Linked DNA regions of Danio rerio: regions 1 and 3 are each linked to region 2. Evidence: chromatin contacts called from public Hi-C data. All regions are on one chromosome and are shown on one strand. Each heading gives the region's core, a stretch centred on a gene start, on an enhancer-like site or on the middle of the called end of the contact. The rest is flanking DNA. Distances are from core to core; before and after follow the strand shown.

Evidence for each region. Hi-C and Micro-C count contacts between places; a contact is called where the count stands out from the background.
Region 1: a contact with region 2 is called in a Hi-C map of an unstated tissue, with 11 times the contacts expected there. The contact joins the enhancer-like site here to the promoter of gnl2 in region 2. A contact is called at or near these places in 3 of 18 Hi-C or Micro-C datasets (caudal fin, hematopoietic stem cells and an unstated tissue) and 1 of 4 datasets of contacts at active chromatin or transcription factors (caudal fin).
Region 3: a contact with region 2 is called in a Hi-C map of hematopoietic stem cells, with 4 times the contacts expected there. The contact joins the promoter of fhl3a here to the promoter of gnl2 in region 2. A contact is called at or near these places in 2 of 18 Hi-C or Micro-C datasets (hematopoietic stem cells and an unstated tissue).

The regions. Positions count from the first base shown.
Region 1 is chr16:36,983,277-36,987,527 of GRCz12tu, forward strand. All of the region lies in intron 1 of LOC141378234 (a long non-coding RNA gene), which reads left to right. Among named protein-coding and RNA genes, the nearest start is that of si:ch211-232m19.4, 9.3 kb to the left of the region's middle. Within about 2 kb of position 1,740, at least 3 of the 62 cell types and tissues checked have an H3K27ac peak or open chromatin away from gene starts, as enhancers often do.
Region 2 is chr16:37,116,305-37,120,054 of GRCz12tu, forward strand. gnl2 (G protein nucleolar 2) reads left to right here and starts at 1,269. Exons shown (of 16, transcript NM_213224.1): 1 at 1,269-1,405. The coding sequence starts at 1,342.
Region 3 is chr16:36,877,684-36,881,544 of GRCz12tu, forward strand. fhl3a (four and a half LIM domains 3a) reads left to right here and starts at 2,028. Exons shown (of 7, transcript XM_068219340.2): 1 at 2,028-2,136.

The sequences.
Region 1 (4,251 bases), core at 490-2,989, 130 kb before region 2:
TAAGTTGGCGGTTCATTCCACTGTGGCGACCCCGAATTAATAAAGGGACTAAGCCAACAAGAAAATTAATTAATTAAATTATTATTATTATTATTAATGATTATAGATATTAAAGAGTTGGAATTTTCCAAAATGGTAAATTCTGTCATTGTTTTACTCACCCTTCACTTGTTCCAAACCTGTTTGAATTTCTTTCATCCGTTGAACTAAAAAGAAGATATTTTTAAGCAAGCTGAAAACCTGTAACCATTGACTTTCATAAACAAATAGATCTACCATGGAAGTCAATGGTTTCATGTTTTCAGCTTTCTTCAAAAATCTTCTTTTTCAAACAGGTTTGGATTAAGTGAAGAGAGAGTATATGATTATTATAATTATAATAATAATTTTCAGTTTTGGATGAACTATCCTTTAAAAAGTACTTTCCTCCATTTTTGAACAGTCACCACTGACCAATAGCTATTGTAACATTTGAAAAAAAAAAGAACTGAATAAAAAATCCCTGTTCTAAAGTAACAGGCCTAATTGTTGTTATTTCTAAACAATTTTTATCACTCCATCTGTATTTCTAAATCCAAGGTGAAAATTATCACAAAATAGTGGTTCACTATTTAGCCTAAATCCATCATATTAAACATTAATACATATGCATTAAATATGGCTTTCATCAAATAAATAAATGAATTAATCAATTAATTAAACTATAAAGAAATCTAAAACGTGGAAATGTGGAAATTTCAGAAATTGTTTTGACGACTCAGTTTTATCACTTAAATTTTTACTATAATTTCATTTCACATCAATTTCATTTAATTTGTCAATATCAGTGTTGTCACAGTTTTGTTTAAAGAAAAATATAGGTTATAGGCTACAGAAGGAGTTTTAGTTGATGGAAAACAACCTATTTAAATTTGGTGTATTCTGTGTCTGTTGTTTTGATTTTAATCTGAAGATGATGATTATATAGTATTGATATAGTCAGTGCCCTAATGTATAAGATTTTTTACCACAGTAAATGAAATAGCATTAGGGTCACTAAAAAGGAGAAAAAAATAAGAAATACTGATAGTGGCCACATGTTATTTGTAGGTATGTGTGTTTTAGATAAAAGTGTGCTATTTTATGCTGTGTTTGTCTTATAGCCTAAATCTAAGTTTGTACTTAAAATGATCCTTTTAAAACTCATTTCTTTTTTTTTCCTGACATTATGTAATTATCACTTTTGATTGCTGCTGGTCCAAATGTATCTTTTATAAATGATAAAGCAGACCTACAATGGTGCTAAGAACCTAAAATAAAATGGGTCATAAATATTTTATATAGTTGGGATTTATTTGTTACCAGCCATTCTAAAACCTGCAATCATTGTTAATACAGGCTTCATTTCAATAGTTTCCCAAAAAGTTCTAATATAAAAACGGTAGCTATAGCCCAAAGTATTTGTGACAGCTATCAATTAAGCTAGCCGAAGCCGAGGTTTCCGAATTAGCCGACATTTCTTTTAATTTTCATCATAGTTTTTTTTTAATCAGCTGACATGTCTCTAAATCGACTGGGGTAAGTAAATAACACTTTATATCCATTTGAAAATAATTAAAATTGTTCTCCTTTTAATCCCTTTAGCAGCGCTCCTCATAGTGACATTCTTAGCCGGTGACATGGCGTTCTAAACGTTCCATCTGCATTCTTTAAAGCTCTTGAGTTCTCTCTCAGTTGTGTCAGTTCTCAGTGTTGCTGTTTGGACTTGACCAAGGTAGGTTCTCAAAAAGGCTAATATCAGTTCTTATAGTTGACCACAAGGCGGTGATCTTATGCTGTGGTTGGAAATTCTGTTTACGGCAAAGTACTTAAAGACTGTAAAAGAAAAGAAAAGAAACTTAACAATTTTATTTCTGAAACAAGACAACGTAATACAGTACAAACAAGTAAATAAGCATTGGAAACATTTAATCACTTTTTATATCGTTTAGTCTGGCCATTTCATACAGTCAAAAACATCAGTTTGAGTAGAGTAAATGAACCACAAAATAAAGATATCAGGTACCAAATTCTGTCAAAGAAACATTTTATAAAGCTGTAATATTTACTGTAACAGCGGTCAAATGATATTGATCCAAGGGTGTGGTTGAGCAGCATTGCTGTTCTGCATGCAAGCTGAATAAATGCACACTGGGACTGAACAAATATAGCTATATTTAAATATAAAATTTAAAATTTTAACATTTTTTTATATTTAAATATAAATATAAATATATATATATATATATATATATATATATATATATATATATATATATATATATATATATATATATATATATATATATATATATTTAATTTGTCTAAGTGCTTTTTAAAGACCTCTTTTGAACACAGTACAGAATGAATACAATTCAAAGAGTCTCATTCAACATCAAAAGTATAAAGCATCTAACCTATATACAGTTGAAGTCAGAATTATTAGCCCCCCTGAATTATTAGACCGCTTGTTTATTTTTTCCCTAATTTCTGTTTAACGGAGAGAAGTTTTTTTTTCAACACATTTCTAAACATAAAAGTTTTAATAACTCATTTCTAATAATGGATTTATTTTATTTTTACCATGATGACAGTAAATAATATTTTACTAGATATTTTTCAAGACACTTCTATACAGCTTAAAGTGACATTTAAAGGCTTAGGTTAATTAGGTTAACTAGAAAGGTTAAGGTAGCTAGGCAAGTTACTATATAACAATGGTTTGTTCTGTAGACTATCGAAAAAATTAAAAGGTGCTAATAATTTTGACCTTAAAATGGTGTTTAAAAAATTTAAAACTGCTTTTATTCTAGTCAAAATAAAACAAATAAGACTTTTCCAGAAGACATAATATTACCAGACATACTGTGAAAATTTCCTTGCTCTATTAAACATCATTTGGAAAAAAAATTTAAAAGAAGAAACATTTTGAAGGGGGCTAATAATTCTGACTTCAACTGTACACAATTTGAAATCAACTTGGTAATTTATCAGAAAATACTGAAGTGTTCATTACTTGCACAAAAAAAAACAATAACATATATGTGCCACTTTTTAAAAAACTGTAACAGCATGTAACAAATTGTAACATGTACAAAAAAATATTAATAACGCTTGTTGACATTTCTAATACAAACAAAAATTCTCAACTATTTTATTTCCTTTAAATACATCCTCAAGACCGTATAAGTGCTCTCTAAAAAATCTCAATTACAATTAACATCTAATAGAATTAAGATTCTCACATTTCTCACAAAATTATCTTTACATTAGCAGCATGTTATTTAGATGACTCTGCAATGAGTTTTAAGGAAGACAGTCTGCAATTTCTGGCAGCAATTTCTGACAAATGCGAATCATTTCTTTCCTGGCGTTCTTCTCATCAATGCTTTTGGACACACCATGCAATTTCAATAAGTAGGCTACACTAAATGTTCTAATAAGTTTCATTTATTCATTCATTCATACATTTATTTTCTTTTCGGCTTAGTCCCATTATTAATCAGGGTAGCCACAATGGAATGAACCACCGACTTATTCAGCATATGTATTACGCTATGCAGCGGATGCCCTTCCAGCTATACCCATCACTAGGAAACACCCATACACTCTCATTCACACACATTCACTACGGACAACTTTATCGTACCCAACTTTATGGTCCCTCTGATAAGTTTGACAATCAGAAATGTTTTTTTTGTAATAAATTTACAGTACATACATAAAAACTGGTCTGGTTTTAATGCAAATATCCCAAACTTGTATGTTTTTATATAAACATGGAACCGAGATCGCTGTATTACACATTTTAAATGATAATATTGTTATACAAATTCACAAAAAACACGGTTAAACTTTAAATCTTTAAATGATTATCATCACTAGATTATTATTATTATTATTACTATTTATTTATATCTATCTATTTATTTATTTTATAATATGTCATCAATCCTACAACCTAGAAAACAATATAGACTATAGCTAACAAAATGATTTATATAAAACATTTATAAAACAAACCACATGAGAATATTAAACAAAAAAGCCCCAGAAGTGCTTAAAACAACCACTAAGCGGCAGCACTTTCCTACTAATTCCAAAACAAAACCACAAGTACGATGTTTCTCCTCATGCTTCTAAAATCTGTCCTAAATGTTAAAGAAATAAAATTACCCAGTAACAAATGTTTGCATCTCAGCTCCATATTATAAGAAGGCAGTTTTCAACTAG
Region 2 (3,750 bases), core at 19-2,518:
ATTTAAAAGTGTTACACAATATCTACCCTACAAATGAGATTGTATCTTAATTCAGTAATCCCAACTCAAAATGTAACTTAAGCATTGAATCAATTGATCATCTTTTTGTCAAATGCCCACGTTAATATGATTTGGTCTAATTTTTCCATCTATTTTTCATCAAAATGTAAGTTTAAAATTGATTTGTCCATGTGTGATATCATTTGTTACTTTTCTTATGATAAACATAACATAGAATTTATAGGCAATGCATTTATTTTATTGGGTAAATATTATATTCACAAATGTACATTTTCTTCATCATTACCTAAGTTGCAACATTTCTTTGTGACTAAATTGTTTAATTACTACTTTACAAAATGTTTACAGCAAAAAAGTGTTAAAACTATGAAATTTTATAAAGACTTTGTAAATTAATTTGTTAATTTGCCTCTGTACTCTGTTTTTTTTTACTATTATCTTATTTCATTATTATTATTATTATTAATTTTATTTGTTTACAATTGTACTTGATGTCATCCATTTTTATGATAAATATGTTTGTATTGTTAAAACAGTTTTCCAGAGATGGGTTGCGGCTGAAAGGGCATCTGCTGCGTAAAAACATGCTGGATAAGTTGGCGGTTCATTCAGCGGTAGCAATCCCGAATAATTAAAGGAACTAAGTCGAAAAGAAAATGAATAAATGAATGTTAAAACACAAAAAAATCTGTGACATCATTTATGAATTTGGCAATTAAAGGGTTAAAATCCTGTAGTTTTCCAAACAACGTAGTAGCTTTGATCAGGACTGAGGTTGATTAACAGATTTGTGCAAAAATAATTGAAAGAAGTAGTTATCTGATGCATTTTTATAGCAGTTTAATTCAGTGGATGTTTTCATCCCGAACATAACAAAGGGTAGTAAATTTGCCCAGAGTGTATCGTTGAGTGTTTTTTAAATTTCAAAGCATTTTCTTGAAATATGATTTAGCACCAAAAATCATGACAGCTGAAACCATTGGCTTGAACACAGAAAAATGTATGACAAAATTAAGACTCAAAATCAGCCCAGAGTGGATGAAAACATCCCCAACAGTACATTGGCTAACTGTTAACAACAGTATACACTAGTTTAATAAACGAAAACAATGAACGCTATCGCATCTTATTGTGAAACAATACATTTCATCAAGATAAGCTTTCTTCTCAGTGGTGAGGGGGCAAACTCGTCGCGTGGTTGATGACGTATTTCCGGGTTCGTGTAGTTTATTGTAACACGTGGAAATCAACAACGGACTGCAACACTGCATTATTTCTTTTATTTACAGTAATACGAGGGCCCCGGATTAATCGTTTAAGATGGTTAAGGCAAAATTCAAGGGGAAAAGCTCCATAAACACCTCAAACTCCAGTAGTAATCCCGGTAAGTTAACATAAACCACTGATCTGTCTGTCAACTGCTAGTCGGCTAATGCATTAACTGTTAGCCAACTCTAGTTCAGAAAACAATCAAGAATCATTGAGTAACGTTAATTATATCGGTATTTTATAGAGTAATTTTTTTCCACTTGAGGGAAATGTTTCATTTAAATTAATTACGTTACTCGCACTAGATTGCCACAGCAATGTGTACATGTTTACCTCAACTTATTTTGTAAGAAACGTTAATGTTATTGGTTGTAAAGAGAATTGTTTTCCACAGTTTTGTAAGTTGTTTTAAACTATGCAAGATTTAATGTTAGTTTTATTTGTCAAGTCTTTATTTGAGCAGTTATGGCTGTTATACTGTCAACATTCCTGTCATGTAATTGCTGTCGTGTATAAAATGTGATACTTCAGATGTCATTTTGCTCTTAACCCTGATTGATTTCTTGCTCATAGCTAACTTGTATTAAAAGGCAGTCGATTACAATTTTTGTGTTAATGGTACATGACAAGCTTGAAGTGAAATTATATACGCTGAACGTGTTTTTAAGAAATAATTCCTATTTTTATTTTGTAATGATGCGTTAAACTGACCTAAAGGTGCAGCAGGGCTGTACCATATTGCAACAAAATCTGACATTGTGATATTTTACTTTTCTACAATATTAGGTATAATTTCACCAGATTTGAAAACAATAGCTCAATTTGAAAAGAATTCATAATTTTAGATACATTGGGATGATTTTATATTGGAGAGTATCTGCATAAAATACAATAAATCAATCACAAAGATTTGATGGATACACGAGCAATGATACAAATAAAATGCCCCGTGCCTTATGATTTTCTAGATTTGGATGCTTAAATGTTATAATTAAATATAAGACAACACTTTTTAGTTTTCATTGTGTGTAAATATACAAAAATATCATCAATCTTTAAAAAAATGTAGAAACGTAAATTCTTATAACTAACACTCAGTTTAAAAATGCTCAAAGCAAAGGGTCACTGGTCCTAAAAATGCACATACATAATAAATGTTTTGGTAATTTCATGGTTAAACATTGCAGTGACAAATCATAAGTGTTTTCAAATGGTCTATTATAATACCGGTTCAACAATGCAGATCCTGTGATGTGACTATTGCAGGCACACACATTTCGATATCGATGCTGATATGATATATTGTGCAGCCCTAATTTACAGTGTCAAAACATGTATAATCTGCCCTAATAAATAAATGTTGTTATAATGTATAGTGCAGTTTCAAAATGTATTCAGCATCAACTTTGTGCAACGTTTATAATAATAATAATTAATTAATTTTTTTATATAACCTAATGATTATAATCAAATTATTTACTGAAGGTTGATGTTGACAATGTAATGCAATTTGACTTGCTTCAACTTTACAGGAATGATTAACGTATTTAAATAAAAAATGTTCAATTAAACTGTATCATTACTTCAATATAGAACTGCACGTTATTGGAAAAATCTGACATTGCAATATTTAGTTTCTCTGTGATATATAGCCATAGGAATACATATTCACCAGAATGCTTTATTTGGAAAGAAATCATTGATTTAGATTGATTGGGATGATTTTGTAAGGGTGTAAATCATATATAAAAATAAACAAATTACAAGCAATTATTATTATAATAGAGCAGCTAAATTTAAAATTAAATAAACATGCTTTATGGTTTTCCATAGAGTCAAACAGTATTCAGGTACAGAAATTGAATAATGAAATGTTAAAAATAACACTGTATAGTCTTCATTATTATAATTCAGTAAAATTATTCTTCACTAAAGTTACAAATGTACTTTTTTGTGCCTGAATGCTTTAAACTCTTTTGAAATGCCTTGCAAATGATAAAATTACTGTCATCATGGCTGTGACTCCACAAATCTCATGTATTCTCAACTGTTGTGCTGATCCGCTGTAATCCCAAGTTCCCAACTCACTATTGCATATCTTGCGATGTGACTATTGCGGACATGCACATTGCGATATTGATGCTGAAACGATATTTTGTGCAGCCTTACCTCATAACGTTGCCTTATGTTACTGTATAAAATATTTTAATATTACACTATTAAAATTGTCCTTTTAAAAAAGCATTTGCTTTGTGTGTAGACAAGAACAAAAACTTAAAAACATTCCTACTCTAAACCTTTGAACAGTTCATTGTTGATAACAAAACAAAACATTTAAAAACATAAAATTGTTCTTTGGCAAGTAGGTTTATATTTTCAAACTGACCCAAGGTGCCTGTCTGTTAATCAAGACTCTTTAATTAACCAATCAGTTATCCATTTCACCTAAAATGACTGTAC
Region 3 (3,861 bases), core at 778-3,277, 240 kb before region 2:
AACTGTTAAAGAGCGGCAAAAAAAACCTTAATTGAATTACAGTCCTGACACGGAGAATCAAACATCTGGTACATCATCATAATGTGTTTAAGAGAAAAGCATGATGTCCCTTATTGGTGTAATTCAATAAATGTGTAGAGTATTCTTGGTACAAGAAGGCACTATACACCTGTTTGTTTATTGTAAGCCAATCATTCATATGTCAACTCAAAATATATTAGGTAAATTTCAGTAATATAATCTCTGATGTCTGGACATGCAATTCATCATTTGATGTTTTGATGTGGAGCAATTACTCATTTAAGAGTTTTTTTTTTTTTTTTTTTTGTGGTTGTCTGAATTAATACAAGGAAAAAGTCACATTAATATTGCAAGAGAGTTTTGATATTGTATCTTCTGAGTAGCCTATCATATTTCAAAGATGACTGAGAAAACAAAACAGATCAAAGAAACACTTACCTCTGTTACAGATGATGACATTTAAGTACCTTAAGTATTTACAGTATTTAGCAAACTCTTGCAAATATCACATGGCAATAATTCGTTCAGGGGTGGCATGGTGGCTCAGTGGTTAGCATTGCTGCCTCACAGCAAGAAGGTTGCTGGTTCAAGTCCAAGCTGGGCAGGTTGGCATTTCTGTGTGGAGTTTGCATGTTCTTCCCATGCTCGCGTGGGTTTTGGGTGCTCTGGTTTCCCCCACAGGCTAAAGGCATGCGGTATAGGTTATTTAAATAAACTAAATTGGCTGTAGTGTACAGTGTGTGTGTGTGTGTGTGTGTGTGTGTGTGTGTGTGTGTGTGTGTGTGTGTGTGTGTGCGTGTGTGTGTGTGTTTGAATGATTGTGCATGGGAGTTTCCCAGTACTGGGTAGCAGCTGGAAGGGCATCCGCTGCGTAAAACATATGCTGTATAAGTTGGCGGTTCAATCAACTGTGTTGACCCTAGATTAATAAAATGACTAAGCCAAAAACAAAATGAATGAATGAAATTGGCCGTAGTGTATGAGTGTATATGTGTGTGTTAGAGAATAACTTTGTATGGGTGTTTCCCAACACTGGGTTGCAGCTGGAAGGTAAAACCAAAGTGACTTTGGTAAAACATATGCTGGAAAATTAGGTGGTTCATTCTGCTGTAATAGAGACTAAGGCGAAGGAAAATGAATGAACTAATAATTTGTTTATCCATTATTGTAGACTGAAACAATGTGTTTTAAATGGTTTTCCTCATGAAGTGTTTAGGTTAATCCAGTGGACATACAGTACACGCATCCCTGTTTAAAAAATCCATATAGATGTTTCATTTCAAATTTAAAATGATTAGCTTCTGTATTTTTCTTTTATAAACTATTTTCAGCAATAGCCCTAATCCGTCTCTTCTTTACACACAGTCCAAACTTATGTCTGTGCACTAAAACATTTCAGATTTACAGTGCATGTTGAACATCTTAATTGTGATTCTTTGCTCAAAAACTGGCTGAAAAGGTCATAAATAATTATAACCGCTGAAGAAATGTAATTTTAGAAGTACAATCATTTTTCTTGAAGCATAAAAGATACTTGAAAAGGAAAAAAAAAAACAAACGATGAACTTTTCTTGACTTTCTACAGCTGAATGTTTCTAGACGAAAACATCGTACAACTGTTAATAATCAACCAACATATATGAGAAAATATCATAATCATCAATTCCGTTTAATAAAAACTACAATATGCTCCATCCCCCCATGAGCAGCTACGTTTACCGAGAGAAAAAAAGTTCATCATCCCCCTCAGATTTGAGTGTCAAGTAACAGGTAAGCAAGCATTTGATCCTCTTTCGTTTACAACAGCCAGATGCTCTTTTGCGCGCTAAAGATAACTGCAGACAAGAAGTCACTGGATAACGAAGCAAACTCAATTTAAGACTTATTGAATGAAACTTTGTTCGAAAAGAAGGAAGACCGTTTTCATCCACTGGGGCGGGAGCTTGTGACTCACTCAACTTCCTCTATAGTAGCGCATGGAAGAGTTGAGCGCGAGCATTTCTCTCATTCGGTGCTTTGAGGGAGAGCCGGACACTTCTGCAGGACTACACATCTGCTGACCAGGCCAACTTAACTGACCCGACTAGGACAGAGTACTGAAGGAGTTTTGACTGGGTAGGTGCGCTAATTCTTCTTTTCTTTCCTGTCATTTAAAGTAAGAAACTCACGTGACAGAGAGCATTATCAACCCGTTTATTATTATTGATAGCCAGCGAGTAAAAATCGATTAACTGTTCGCCTATGAAAGTGTCCATTCATTCATAAAGCTCTCGATGAAGTTGTAGGCAAAACCTGTTGTTCCTCAAATAACTGTTATAACTTGTTTATATTGCATTAACACTCAAATTGCAGTTTCATAGATAGTTCATTGAGGTAAAATCCCTAGGATCACCTGTTGAATGCTTACTCATGTTTGGCTTTGGGTTAAAAATATATTTGCTGAACCAGCAGTAACAGAAATGCCATTCATTCTTCAGTGAGTGAAAGACTATTATATTTAAGCCCTTTCAAGGTCATCTTTAACTCTCCTGTGGTGAACTTTTTGTGCTCCACACACTTGTAATTTTCAGAAGAATCTGGCACACGTGTCAAGACATGACAGTAATTTGTATAAGTTTTCTGACAGCCAAACCTCAAGTCTTTTTGTGCGTGTGCAGAAAACTATTAGAGAAACACACTGAAGATGTGTGCCATGGGGGTCCTGACATATTCTTGAGTTTAGCCAAAAGCAAATCCAGGTTGGAACTTGACTGCTCATCTTTGAGAACAGCTCATCCCAGGACATGTTGCATTCCAAGGCAAAGTGAACGGTTTTTAGTAACCAGCAGCACTGTTTGATGAGGTAATAATATAGACATCTGCTGAGAGTGATAATACGCTATTTCGTAATCTGCTGTGTTTATAGAAAGTAACATTGAATTAAACATGCAACAGGAAATCACATATCAGTGAGTGATGTGACTCATAAAGGCACACCTTGAATGGCTGAAAACTGAAGAGTGGAAATATGTTATCAGTCAATGGGTGAGTCTGCTTTAAAAATCAGATCAGCTGGTGACTAAACTTTTGGCATTGTTTCTCAGCAAAGTTTTGACAAGTCAGACAACTGCAAAACAAATGCAGTGAATAGGTCAGGAAAGTTTGCAAGAAGAACAGAACAGAGTTCACATCTCATTTCCTTTTTCTTTTCTATTTTCAAGCCACGCTGCTGTTACTGGCATCCTGTACACATTGCAGGCAGCCGGTCAGTTGTGTCATGCTCAGTGACTCATTGATTATTTTACTATAAGTTTTATGGCATGTTCTGGCATGCATGTGATTGTGTGTGTATGAGAAAAAAGCAGAGTAGACATCTTTGAGGTGCATCACTTTGCCTTTTTGGTGTATTAAGCAGCCTTTAATGTGCTTACTTCAGAGGCAGATTCCCATACTGTCTGCCGCCAGCGCTCTGCTATTCTTTTCCCATTCATTATTCCAAGAAGAGTTCAGAAGTGCTTGTGGAGAAACCAAATCACACCTTTGAAACTTAAGTTCCATCCTCTCATATACATGCCACAAACTTTATGAGCCATAGTGTGCTGCTCATACTGTATTATGACTCATTTTACTGAGTGCTTCAGGAGGCGATTGTGCAATATGCAGTTCTATATGTCTAAACACATTAGGATATGTCTGTATTTTACTCTCTAATTATAAAGGCACGATAAACAGGGGATTTTTTTTATTTAGTTTTAGAGTGACTTCTATAAATAATTATTAAATTTAAATTTTAGATTTTTTAAATACACTATACCATTCAACAACATTTTTGGGTGAGTTAGTTTGTTGGGGGTGGGGGGG